Regions from separate parts of the Oryctolagus cuniculus genome. Here region 2 is linked to region 1. Evidence: chromatin contacts called from public Micro-C data. All regions are on one chromosome and are shown on one strand. The core of a region is the stretch at or near the end of the contact, and the rest is flanking DNA. Distances in the headings are between cores, read along the strand shown.

What was found. Hi-C and Micro-C count contacts between places; a contact is called where the count stands out from the background.
Region 2: a contact with region 1 is called in a Micro-C map of ear pinna, with 6 times the contacts expected there. The contact joins the promoter of PNRC1 here to the promoter of UBE2J1 in region 1. A contact is called at or near these places in 3 of 6 Hi-C or Micro-C datasets (ear pinna, psoas muscle and skin fibroblasts).

The regions. Positions count from the first base shown.
Region 1 is chr5:83,169,580-83,172,903 of mOryCun1.1, reverse strand. UBE2J1 (ubiquitin conjugating enzyme E2 J1) reads right to left here and starts at 1,367. Exons shown (of 8, transcript XM_002714578.5): 1 at 1,022-1,367. The coding sequence starts at 1,052.
Region 2 is chr5:83,408,704-83,411,980 of mOryCun1.1, reverse strand. It overlaps PNRC1 (proline rich nuclear receptor coactivator 1), which reads left to right and starts at 1,410. Exons shown (of 2, transcript XM_002714575.5): 1 at 1,410-2,125. The coding sequence starts at 1,586.

The DNA of each region.
Region 1 (3,324 bases), core at 118-2,617:
GGAAATGTAATTCTTGGAAAGCCCATGGCTTTCACCACATTTTTTTTAGGGAGTCTATACCCCCCCAATACCACAACCAATTCTACATACTTGGTCACCTAGGGACTAGGGACATTTCGTAGCCTGGCAGCATTCAGACTAACTCTATTCAATCAGTTTCTAGAGTTTTTGCATATGCTGAAATGTTTTTTAAAATCAAAGATTCTCAGTAGACAATTCTTTGCATAAAGACGCTAGCCTGGCTGATTCCTACTGAGAAGCAGCTTTTGGGGAAGGAAAAACTAAGCAGCAGCAAGAGTTGGCCAAGTCATCACTAAGATCCTGGGATTTACCACTCAGAGCTAAACAGTGGAGTTTCTTGTCTCTTGCTGAGGCACCACCAGAAGACAACTGGAGGCTGGGAGTGTCGGGCCGGCTTCTGTGTATGCAGGAAAGAAAAATCTCTGTGGCTGAACACAGAGATGTATCATCTTAACCACTTTGGCACAAATCATGGTTAGCTCTCAAGTGCACGGCTCAACTAGGTTATTTTAGCTCCCTGGTTAACTGGTTTAGTTACTAAACGTCTCCTTTTGCTTGAACTTCTATTCACACCAAATGCTGCAAACAGGATATTTAAACCACCAAAGCCTCAAAATGTGAGAGCCAAAGTGCTAATAAAAGTCCGGCGGCAGCGACAGGGAGGGGCAGGGATAGTGCTCAGGTTGCAGGTACCGCAAGGGGCCACCACCCACCGGCACATCACCTTTCCACCTGCTCCTGCGGTTGGGATGATGAGCCAGCTCTCCAGAACGAAGATGAGGAAAGGGAGAAGCTGGTGCTGCCGGGCGCCGGCAGGTCCCGGGGACTGCAGCGGGTGTCTGCCCGGCCGCCCCGCCCTGCGGCCTGCACCTCCCTGGCAAGCGGCGGTCTCGCGTAGAGCGCGAAACCGGGAGCCGAGCCGCGAGTGGCGGCCAACGCTAGGGGACCGCGGCGCCGGGCCCCAGAAACCCGGGTCATTCCGCCCTCTGGCCCTTCTCACCCGGACTCTTCAGGTTGTAGCGGGTCTCCATGGCGGGGCGCGGGCCCGGCCTCCCGGCTCGCTGCCACCTCCTCTCGGCGCCGCCGCGGTCGCCGCCCGGGTCTCAGCGCGGCTCGGGCACACTGGGCCCGGCCGAGGGAGCCTCCGCAGACGCCGCCCAGCCCAGCCCGGACTGCGGGCGGGGTGGTGAGGGCGCGGGCGAGGCGCGGGCTTCGCGATGGCGCCGCCTCCTCCGCTGCTCCCCCGCCTCCCTGAGGGCTGGGCAGGCGCCGGCGCCGGCCGGGGCTTCGCTGAACCTGGGGCCCGGGCTGGAGGTCAGCCTCCACGTGTGGCCGCGGGCCCAACCCCGCCGCGGCCGCCCGGCTTGCGTCACCCGCCCTCGTCAGGGTTTTGTGAAGTTGCCCTGACGTGGCAGTCGCTTCGTGGCGGTCGGTCACTCCGTGGCCGCCGCCTGCCCCGAAAAGCCCGCTCGGGAACCTGCAAGAGCGGGCAGCGGCTTCCTCCTCGTCCGCTGGCCTCAGCCCCCACCAAGGCCGCCCTTCTGCGGGATTTCACAGGAAGCTGCCCGACCCCGACAGCTGCCGGCGGGCCCGCACCTCTCGGCTCTCTGGAGCTCTCGCAGCGGGCGCAGAGCCCGCGACGCAAAGCTGCCCGCGCGCTGGGTTGCGGGGGTTTGTGAGGTGCTGTGTTCAGATCCAGTCACTGAGGGCGGGGAGGGGCGAGGAGAAGGAAACTAAGAAGGGTTGGTTTGTTTAAAATTCAATCCATAGGATTTTTTACAAGACTTATTTATTTATTTATAAATATTTATAAATATAAATATAAGATTTATTTATTTATCTTCCATCTGCTGGTTCACTCCCCTAAATGGCCACAACGGGTTGGGCCAGGCAAAGCCAGGAGCTTCATCCAGGTCTCCCAAATGTGTGCAGGGGCCCCAGAAACTTGGGCCATCTTCCACTGCTTTCCCAGGCAGTGAGCAGGATTGGAAGTGGAGCAGCTGGGACTCGAACCAGTGCCCATATGGGATGCCAGCACTGCAGGCGGCGGCCCCTGAGTAGGGTTTTTATAGCATCCCCCCCCCCCCCATAACGTGATTAAATATGAGATACCATTTTAGGCTTTAAATTTAAAGATTAAAAAAAATTAAACCGGTCTGAAAATATAAAGTAGGGGGTTCCACTGAATTTGCGAGAGCTCTCACACATCTGAAAGATGAAGCCTCAAAGACACACTTCATGCTTCCCTGTCAAATGAGAGGTTGGGGAGAGAGGACTGGGGCTTCTGGAAGGCTAACGGAGCACAAAGACCTTAGGACCGGGAAGGAGCAGTGCCGGGAGAGGGGCGAATTCCAGGTGGGATAAAGCTTCCACAGCTCTGGCAAGGCTTTTGTTATATTAGATAGAAAACTCCTTGGTTTGATTTGCTTTCTGTTAGAGTTTACCACAATCTGTATATATGTAGTGAATTTAGATAACAGTCTCAATCTCTTAAGTGCCTTTCTTGGCATCTGAATCATACTAGCAATCTTTGCAAAGAGCGAACTTGGAAGGAAAAAAAAAGTGAAGAATATCTAAAATTAGATGAGCTCTTTTAAACCATTCCATAGTGGTTTCTGAGTAGTAAACTGATAACCTGATTGGCCAACATTCGCAAAGACAAACCAAACTCCAATGTGCTGTTTCCCTCATCCACTCTCTCTTTGTGTTGGACCTTCAAATAGTGCAACACTTCACACTGTCTCCTGCCATAGCTCTACAGAAGCCCCTGGGTTGGGCAATAGCCAGGGTGACAAAGCAGGGTATTTATTTATTTGAAAGAGTCACAGAGAGGGTGAGAGAGAGGGACCTTCCATCCACTGGTTTACACCCTAAATGACCGCAATAGCCAGGAGCTTCATGCGGGACTCCCATGGTGGGCAGCAGGGACCCAGACATTTGGGCAGGAAGCTGGATTGGAAGCGGAGTAGCCGGGGCATGGACTGTTGCCCATATGGGATGCCAGCGTTGTAGGCGGTGGCTTTACCTGTTATGCCACAATGTTGGCCCCCAAAGCAGGTATTACTACATCTGATGTGTATCAAGTATTATTATACTGTTATGTATATGTGATCCCAAATAGCTGCACAAAGCAGTACTGAACACCTTCTAGCATCTAGATCCACCATCAGCTTCTGGCTACAGTTGTCCTCTGGACTCTCCTTTTCCTTTCAGCGGAGGTCTGGAATCTTCCTTTTCTGTCATTTGAGAAGCCACCACCATCTTGCCTGCTCCTTGAGCAGACTCTTCTCCCTATGAGGCTGG
Region 2 (3,277 bases), core at 161-2,660, 240 kb before region 1:
TAGATGTTGTGAGGTTCCAGAGAAGTGTAAGATAATTGTGACTTTCCAAACCTACAATTTAGTGTGGTAGGTACTATGTAGGAATGATGTTAAAACTTTGGTCTTGCCATACTGTGGGCTGAATTCCTATTCCACAACTTATTGCTTGTTCTTTGACAAGTCTCCCCCCCCCCTTAAAGATTTATTCAAAATGCCCAGTTGCAGAGAGAGAGAAAGACAGAGATCTTCCATCCCTGGTTCACTTCCCAGATGGCTCCATCAGTTTGCCAGGAGCCTGGAACTCTAGCATGGTCCCCCACATGGGTGCAGGGGTCCAAGTGCTTGGGCCATCCATCCTCCACTGCTTTCCCAGGTACATTAGCAGGGAGCTGGATCAGAAGCAGAGCTGTGCAGACCCCTACAGTTGCTTATGTGGAATGCTGGTGTATCAGGCAACCCTGTAAACATGCTATGCCACAACCGCTCCCCTTTGACAAGTTCCTTAGCCTCTCTGAGCTGTTTCCTCGCCAGTAAAATGGGGATAAAATACAATACCTATTCGTTAGGGTAGTGAAAGTCAAAAGAGATAACTTATTCTTGTGGGCAACCAAAGAGAGCAGAGACACTCGGTTAGCGCAGGGCCGTAGGAAATCCACTGTTGCAAGCTTCTGCACTTTCTGCCTTGGAGCCCCGAGCCAATCTGTGCGGAGCATCAGGCAGCGTTGCCGATTCCAGTCTCAAAGTCCTTCCGTTTAAACACGAAGGCAGCAAAAATTCCAACAGCCACTTATGGCTCTATGGCGAACTTTTCGTATATTAAGTAGCTAATTCAATCCCTGAGTTACTGCCTGAAGTCTTCCTCTTATCACCAAGGCGGAACTGAGTAAAAGGAAAAAAAAAAAAGTGACCCACATCCACCAAATGTGTAGTTTAAAGGTAGACTGATGTTGACCACTGCTAAGGAAGAAATCCTTGTAAAGTACTTTCAAATCTTTCAGATAATGATAATGCTGTGTGGCTGGAAATAAAACACGATACAGCCTCAAGGTCAGCAGCTGAGCAGGCACCAGTTAGCGGCCTTGACGCTTCCTGATTCTCCATCTCCTCCTCTGCTCCCTGCCACCCCAAGATCCAGCCCGGACCGCTCAGCCCCCTCCGGGGCCCAGGTGAGCGAGAAGCGGGGGTTGACTTGGGAGAGGGGTGGGGGGAGGTAGGGCTGAAACCCAACTTCATTGTTCCCGGGACCGACTCTTCCCAAAAGAGCCCAGGGGCAGCGCCTGCGCAGTGCGCGCTCTTTGTGCCAGGCTGCAGCGAGTTGTTTGTGTGTGTCTCTCCAAAGCGGCGGGGGCGGAGCCACAGGGGCGTGACTTGGCATCTCGCACTCTGATTGCCTGGCCGCAGGGAGATGGGCGGGCACAGGGCGGAGCTTCCGATAACAACACTCGGTGCCGGAGCCGGGGCTATTTGTTGCTGCGCCGCCACCGCCCGAGTCATGGTCCGCGCTTCTTTCTGGCTCTCTTAGCAGCAGCCGCCGCCGCCCTGCGATCACTGGCTTCACTTCCTCCTCCTCCTCTTCCTCTTGCTGAGCCACTCGCTTCCTAGCGCTATGACCGTTGTCTCTGTCCCGCAGCGGGAGCCGCTCGTCCTGGGCGGCCGCCTTGCGCCGCTTGGCTTTTCCACCCGCGGTTACTTTGGGGCCTTCTCGATGGTGACCACGGCTCCGCCGCCTTTACCCCGGATCCCGGACCCCCGGGCGCTGCCCCCGACCCTGTTCCTCCCTCACTTTCTAGGGGGAGACGGCCCCTGTGTGAGCCCCCAGCCTCGCGCTCCGGCATCTCTGCCCAACTGCAGCCTCGCGACGGCGGGAGGCACGCCTCGGGCGGCGCCGAAGAAGCGGCGGAAGAAGAAGGTGCGGGCCAGTCTGGCGGGCCAGCTGCCCAGCCGCTTCCACCAGTACCAGCAGCACCGGCCGAGTCTGGAGGGCGGCCGGAGCCCGGTGGCAGGCCAGAGCGGGGCGCCGGAGGTCCCGGGCCAGGCCGCCGTCTCGGGCCCGGCTCCTGCGACCGCCAGCCGGACTGAAGAGGCGAGCCCGGTCCCGGGGCCGCTGCGGCCCGCGGCGCCCGGCCAAGCCGCGCTCAGGAAAGAGGTAAGGCCGCGATGGGCTCGCGGGGACCGTTGGGGAGTGGCGGCCTCCAGACGGGCCACGGCCGGGCTCTGGGTCTGGGGCCGGGGCGGCGGAGGGGCGGGAGGGTGGGGGCGGGGTGGGGGGCGGCTGTTTACTCGCGAGGGAAGTTTCCGTGACGCCCGCTCGGTCCCGGCTGGGGGGAGGGGGCAGGGGAGGCATGCGCTGGCGCTGCCGATTGGCTGCCGGGAGCCAGCCAATGAGGGGAGCGGCTGCGCCCCAGCAACAGCCCCGATTTAGAAGGCTGGCGGCGTTCCAGGGGGTTTCGGCGTTCGGGGAGTGCGGGGAGGGGCGGGGGGCCGCGGGGGGGGGCTGACGTCAGCGCGCGCTACGTGCGGCGCGCTCCGGCGCTCATGAAGGAGGTGGGCGGCGGGCCGGGGGCGGCCGGACGGGGTCCGGGGGCCGGCGCCCGGCCTCCCGACGGCTGGCGGCTCCGGGGCCGGGAGTGCGGCGCGGAGACCGTGCGTGGCGCCCCGCGGTGGGCTGGGTTTTTGCCGGGAAGTGAACGCGGCCTTCGTGGGGCGCCCAATCCCGTGTAGGGCTGGGCCTGACCTACTTAGTGCGCTTTCAAGTTTCCGAGCGGGCGGCAGCGGCGCTGGCGTTGGCGTTCTCGGCCTGGAAAGCGCTACGGTTTGCATGTCAGTGTATCCGTTGAGCTGATCTCACCTGCCGCACCTCCTGCGGGCAAGGTCGTTACTGGTCCACGATAGATTTTCCAAGGAAGTTACTGGCTGAGTGCGCGTTGTACCGACCGACTGGGTTTGGATAAAATGCATTCGAGCCCCCAAGCGGGATTCAGTCCCGAGTGATTGGAGAGTGATCTTAGCGAAAGGAAGTGTTGTATGGACTCCCGTGACTTCAGTTTCGTAGTGAAAGTTAAGTTGCTGTCGTTCGGGAGTTTATTGGAGTTAGAGATGGGAGGTTTGTTAGCTGTGTCCTGGGGGAAAATTACTAAGCATGGCGGTCACTTTTCTGTGGATTGTCTTGGGTTCCTTCCGAGTCTCACTTAGCAGTAATAGTGATATTCTAAAAGCGAGCTCTTCTGCCTCTTCCTGGCCAGTGGGATTCTTTTCTAGAACGGGTATTACTACCAGAAGGCCAGAGCGTTCTGTTGGG